Linked DNA regions of Arachis hypogaea: region 2 is linked to region 1. The links are chromatin contacts, called in public Hi-C maps. All regions are on one chromosome and are shown on one strand. Each heading gives the region's core, a stretch centred on a gene start, on an enhancer-like site or on the middle of the called end of the contact. The rest is flanking DNA. Distances are from core to core; before and after follow the strand shown. Region 1 holds the start of LOC112720534 (D-amino-acid oxidase). Region 2 holds the start of LOC112721133.

What was found. Hi-C and Micro-C count contacts between places; a contact is called where the count stands out from the background.
Region 2: a Hi-C map of an unstated tissue shows a contact between it and region 1, with 10 times the contacts expected there. The contact joins the promoter of LOC112721133 here to the promoter of LOC112720534 in region 1. A contact is called at or near these places in 5 of 8 Hi-C or Micro-C datasets (leaf and an unstated tissue).

Annotation. Positions count from the first base shown.
Region 1 is chr11:22,025,629-22,028,948 of arahy.Tifrunner.gnm2.J5K5, forward strand. LOC112720534 (D-amino-acid oxidase) reads right to left here and starts at 1,800. Exons shown (of 3, transcript XR_011867384.1): 1 at 794-1,800.
Region 2 is chr11:22,163,521-22,166,840 of arahy.Tifrunner.gnm2.J5K5, forward strand. It overlaps LOC112721133, which reads right to left and starts at 1,737. Exons shown (of 1, transcript XM_025772203.1): 1 at 916-1,737. The coding sequence starts at 1,737. The coding sequence ends at 916.

The sequences.
Region 1 (3,320 bases), core at 550-3,049:
AAACTTAACCCCTCAATTCAATAAATGAATAAACTGTACCAAGGTCTAGGCTTCTAACATTATAAAAATGAGAAGAATAAATTTATAATTGAACAAAAGGACGAGTTTATATACAAAAGTGTGTGAGATTGCCAAAGTATTGAATATCCTAATAATCCATATCAGCCAAACTATCTAATTTGTCAGCAATATCTATGTAGCCAGTGTGGAACTGGAAACTCTTCTTTCTGCCTGTTTCATCTTGATTCCAGTTCCTTGTTGATGGGTCAAGATTAACGTAGACCCCCGTGAGCCTTGCTATTTTTGTTACTGCATCATTGCAGCTAAATTAAGCATTGTAATCAGACACGGTTGTTTGGTGAAGTATTTCTTTCTAGTTGCTACGTAGTCAACTGAGAAATGCTATGTAAACAATGAATTGTAACAATTATACTTGACAACTACCCCAAAAGCAACAGAGATATTTTAAACTTGTCGGGTGAGGTCCATAATACACCTTTCTCTCAGTTTTACTTTAGATTTCATGCATAGTAATTGCTAACTTCTATTTATTTGTGCAACTAAAAAATAGCACCAAATGGTGAATTTGCAAAACAGCTACCTCGGAGGCTGTGAAGTATGTGAAATGGCTTCAGTCTTGGAATGAACTTCGTCATCTTATTAGCTTAGACATGAAACCAGCCAATTAATTTCGCTTTTCTTTGTTTCTTCCTTTTTTTGCTTCTTTCGTTCATTTTTAGTCACAAAAATAAAGTCTGAATTTTGGTGTACATAGTTACAAATAATAGCATACCTGTGGGACGAGGGTAGACTTCTGGGTCAATAGCTTTTCCACCTCTTGAAGGGTAATAACTAAGAAATAGTGCGTGAGGGGTTATGGAATTGGGTTCTCTAGGCTCCAAAACAATGCTATGTGCCTTAAGACCATAAACTCTACACAATGAAGACAAAACCTCCAATTTCCCAGACCAAGGACCCAACGCCAAAACCACCGAGTCGCATTCAATAACTCGTCCTCCTTCAAGCACAACCGATCCAACTCGGCCCCCAACTAACTCTAACCGTTCCAACTTCCCAATAACAACCTGAGCCCCATGGTCCTTAACTGCCCTAGCTATTAGCGTGCGCGTAAACAGTTGCGGGTGCACCTGCGCCGTCGTTTCGGGGGTTCCAATCGTTCTTGGACTCCGAATTGGTCCGTCGATCCATGAGGGAACAGTTGAGGATTTGGAAGGGGTGGAAGAAGAGGGAGGGTTGCTATCTGATTCTGTTACGGTGAGGCTGAGAGTAGTTAGGGGTCGGTAACCGTAGGATTGGGGACCGTTGAGCTCGGCGGAGAGTGAACGGTGGAGATTGAAGCTAGCGCGGGCGAGTGATTCGACGGGCCCTCCGTCGCACCAATCGAGGGCGAGGAATCCGCCGGCTTTTCCGGAGGCGGCGCACGCCACGTCGGATTTCTCGATGAGAGTGACGGCGGCGCCCTTCTTGGCGAGGAAGTAGGCGGTGCAGACACCAATGACTCCGCCACCGCAGACGACAACTCGCTTGGGATTCTGATCCATGGGCTGACGTGACGGTAAGGGAATTGTATTGGCGGAGGAAGTGATGGAAATAGTGGTTGTGTGGAATAGAGTGAGCATTGAAGCTCGAGAGGTCACTGCTAGATTCATCACTGCTCGGCTTCTTCGCTGTGTGACACGTGGCCATTAAATGCTATTGCGTGGTTAAAAAAAATTAGGAATATAAATTCTCTAAATTAAGAGAAATAAAAAACACTAATGTCAATAAAATTTATTGTTTTCGACTTTTTTGGTAGTATTTTAGATTTTTAGTTCTTAATTTAATTTATTTAGTCTAGAGTCTATATTTCTAAATATTAATCATTAATTATAGATAAAAAATAATAAATTTTATTAATTTTTTAAAAATATTAAATAAAGTGATATTGTGATAACGTGAACAATCAACTACAGTTAAATTTATAATTCTTATAGTAGGAGAGTTTTACTATTTTAATATAAGAATAATTATTTTTTATTTTTGATACTTTATCAAATTATTATTTAAAAAATTGATCCAAAAAATAGAATTTTTGATAAATATAATAAATTTAATTGAATAAACTAAGTCAATTTTTTATTCAATATTAATTAATTTTTTAAATTAATTTTATAAATTTTGAATTTTAAATTATTAATTTTAATTATTTTAAAAATAAAACCTTTTTAATTAAAAAAATTTAATTAATATTAACTAATTAAAATATACTTTTTATATTTATTCTCAAAAATATCAATTTCTCTATATATCTATATATTATTTTGATATTATTATTTTAAAAAAAATTGAAAATTTTATTAATTAGAATTAATTTAAATATCTAATTATAAAAATAATAAATATATTTTTATACAAAAGAATATTCGATACACAGATGGGATTATTGAAAAAATATTTGTTAAGTTTTTTTTTTTTTTTTTAGAAGAGTTTTTGTTTGGTTTTGTTGTAACAAGCTAAAGAACAGAGTGGGAGAAAGCTAGAAGCCCTTTTGGTTTCTTAACATACTTGCTCGAGCTTAGGTCCATTACAGTCAGATCTGGACCAGAGATCTTATTAAATAAATTTTGGGCTTAAAAACTTATAGCAAAACTTAGGGTGTTAAATATTATTGTGGTTAATTACCAAAAAAACATTATTATGTGGTTAACCCAAAAAAGAATTTATTATGTGAGCAGTTGAGCGGTTGAAGAGACAATAAAAAGTCGATGAGAAGAATTTTTTTAAATAAATAAATTAATTGTAATATTTACTAATATATGAAATTATTCTTCTGTCATTTACAGTGTAAATGAAAAATTAAAAAGCGTATATGCTTTATAGCATAATAAGACACATGGTATTTGCACAAACAAAGTATGAGCAAAATCTCCTCGTTTGATAAGATGAAACAAACAAACAAACAAAAAATTTACCTAAGGAGATTTATGCAAGTATATCCATCATAATTCGCTCATTGATCTTATCTCTTAGTCTTCTTTTGATTTGTTGTTAGAGTTATGGTTAGCAATGAATCAATTCTTTTGTTAGTGTCCATCCAAATGCAAATATGAGAAAAAGTGAGGATTGTGTAGTGTTTGAATATATCAACAATAATTGAGTTCTACCCTTTTTGGTTATAAAAGGTACTGTTCTAAGGACTACCTAGAATTGTGTTGCTTTTGGGTTTGAACGTGAGGTTCAGTTTTTTTTTTAAGGGCAGCGTCCGACTTTACTGGTGACTCATTGCTGTCCGAATTTTTCGTGAGGAGTGTGAGGTGGTA
Region 2 (3,320 bases), core at 487-2,986, 140 kb after region 1:
CTAGAATAAATTCTCATTTATGGGTTAATTAGCCGTTAATTAACCGGGTCTTACACACTTCTTGGACGATCACTACATTATCTTGTATGAGTCTTCCCCCCACAAAGGCGCTTTGAGTTGGTGACACTATATCCTCCAATAGCCCTTTCAATCTCAACACTATAACCCTTGTTATAATCTTGTAGATAAAGTTACAACAACTGATTGGTCTTAACTGATTAAGTTCTTCTGGATTCTTGACTTTTGGAATTAGAACAACTGTGGTTTCACTAATTTCTTCTGGCAAACTCCCATTTCGAAAGAATTCTTTAACAACTGCACATACCTCCTTCTTAATTATCTCCCAATGTTTTTGGTAGAATAACCCATTTAGACCATCTGGCCCTGGAGCTTTGAGGCCGCCCATGCTGAAAACTGTTTTTCTAATCTCCTCTTCAGTGACTTCTGAGATCAGCCCCCTGTTCATCTCTTCTGTGACTCTCGCTTGAATTTTATTTAGAGTTGCTGCCAAGTTTCTGTTTCTGTTAGAAGTGAATAACGCTTCAAATTGTTCCTCTATGTGTTTCATGATTTCTTTCCTATCTTCCATCCATGATCCGTCTTCATTCTTCAGTTTGTCAATTCTGTTCCTCTCTCTTCTTTGAATGGTTGTGGCATGAAAGAAAGTTGTATTCTTGTCTCCCAATTTCAACCATTTCAACCTGGCTCTTTGTCCCCAATATTTCTCTTCCTGCTTCCATAGAACTGCTATATTCTCCTTTATTAATTGTATCATCTCCTGCTTTTCTTGTGTTAAGTTCGAATCTTGTAGCTTCTTCAATTCATCCTTCAATTTGTGGATTTCTTTATCTGCACGTTTAAAAGTCTTCTTACTCCACTTCTTAAGTTCCTCTTTGCAATTTTCCATTTTTCTTGTTATTCTTTCCAATCGCATCCATGAATATTCCCTTTATCCCACCCCTTCCTTACTACATTCTCACACTCATCATGATCGACCCAAAATGCCTCGAATTTAAAACTCTTCTCCCTTCTTTGAATTTGATTGATGTTTAAAACTATCGGACAATGATCAGAACTTATTGCTGGTAGAGCTGTGAGTGACGCATGCTGGTACAAAGCTCTCCATTCCCAATTGGCTAACGCCCTGTCTATTTTCTCCCTAGTGATGAATCCATTCCTCGGATTACTAAACCACGTAAATCTTCCACCTTTTAGGTCTAAATCCATAAGACAATTCATATCCACAAACTGTCTAAACTCTCTTACCTGGCTTTGTGGCTTTGGATGTAGACCAATTTTCTCCTCTTGACTCAAGATGTCATTAAAGTCTCCTATGAATAACTGCGGCTCTCCCTCATTACAATTGTTTTCTGTAATTGCTCTCCATTGCTCCTTTCTTCTTCCAAAGCGTGGGTTTCCATAGATAAAATTACATGTCCATATCTTCCCTTTCCTATCGTCAATCCGAGCTTTTATATGATTATCACACCAAAAATAAATATCAATATTATATATTTCATTCCACAAAAGGCATAGCCCTCCGGACAGTCCCCGGGGTTCTATGTGAAATACATTCTCAAAATGCAACCTTCTTTTCAACTTCTTAATAGTTCCTTCTCTAGCTCTAGTTTCTATTAGAAATACTATTGCAGGCTTTATTTGTTTGCACATGCTGTGCAGTTCAGAAACTGTCGCGGGGGCCGCAACCCCGCGGCAGTTCCAACTTATCACACTCATGGTTGAGTTGGGGGCATGTGTAGGCCCGCCTCCTCAGCCATTGAGTTTCCCAAGTTGTCTCCTCTGATCTGTGCTTCATCCTCATTGGCCATCCCTTCCATGAGGCCTCCGACCACCTTGTTCTTCTTGCTAGCTCTCCACACCCGCGCAGCTTCCTCTTCTTCGTCCAGGCAATTTCCTATCTGTCCCTGCTGGTCATCTCCTCTTCTTCTTTTGAGTTTCAGCTTTTCCTCCATTCTTCGAGCAAGTTCTATTTCATATTCCTTGGCCACTACAATTGCTTTGTTATTCTCCTGCTCTAGTTCTTCTTCTTCTTCTGCCAGTTCAACATAGTAGAACCCTCCATCGCTTTCTGTGACTAGCTGCTTGTTATTCTGTTCTGGCTTTTCCCCCTTATTCTGATCTTGGCTTATTGTCCCATCAACTTCCATATTTTTTCTATTTTGGGCCTCCTCTTCCACTCCCTCTTCTATATTTCTCTTCCTTCCTTCTTCAACCATCTTCTTGTTGAATTCCTTCAGTAGTTGTCCAATAGTGGGGTTCTTTCCTTTTTTAGTTGGCCCACTATTAATTTGCTGGCTATCCCTATTGGGCCTTTGGTTGATGAAAGCCCATGCCATCTTTTTTGTGCTGTCTATTCTTCTCCTGCTTGGCCCACCTTTCTCTATATACCTCCTAAAAATCTTGTTGCTATCTTTCCCATTCTCCCCATCCTTTCCTAATTCCCTGACATCATTCACGTTTTCCATTGCTACTGATTCACTCATTTGTTGCTTTTCTAGAATGTCCTTTTTCTTTTTCCCTTTTTCCTGGTTTGCTGTCCCATCACCTAGGTTCAATATATTATTATCATCATCACCGTTCATTTCTTCATCATCAGTCCCTTCATCCTGTTCTTGAGCTTCCTGTGTTGCCACTTGTCTCCCTCCCATTTGCTCTTGTGGATTTGCCAATCTGCCCCAAGATTTTGCAAAGGCACTGGCTTGAGAACTTCTTATACTCCCTTGATTTGACCCTTCTTCCTCCCTTTGTGATTGTCTTTTCAGCCATTCTCTCCCTTGCAAGCTTCTCTCACGCGCCTCCCATAACTCCTCCACCCAGTTGTTATGTTCTTCCTTTCTCCTCCTAATTCCTGCCTTTCTTGCCTCATTCTCTATTGATCTCAGTCCCGGAGTTGTAAGTTCTGGTCCATATCTAGGAATTGTTGGGTTTACTAATGACATAGCCAACTCTTCAATACATGCTTTTTTGTCATGCCCAATTTTTCCACATTTGTAACAGTAATCATACAATTTTTCATATTTGAATTCAGCCCATGAATGACTTCCATCATCTCTTTTGAGCCAAAATCCTGTTTTCAGAGGTGTTTGAACATTTATCTCTACCCTGACCCTCAAGAAGGATCTGAGCATGTTCCCTTCAACAAATGGATTCTCAACACTTATAACTCTCCCTACTATTGCTCCTATTTTTTCAGCATTCTTTATATTAATTTTATCATAAGGTAGCCCATGTATTTGAATCCAAATAGGAAGCTGATTGTTATTTACCTCTTCGATGGACAGGTTTGGGCTCCACCACTG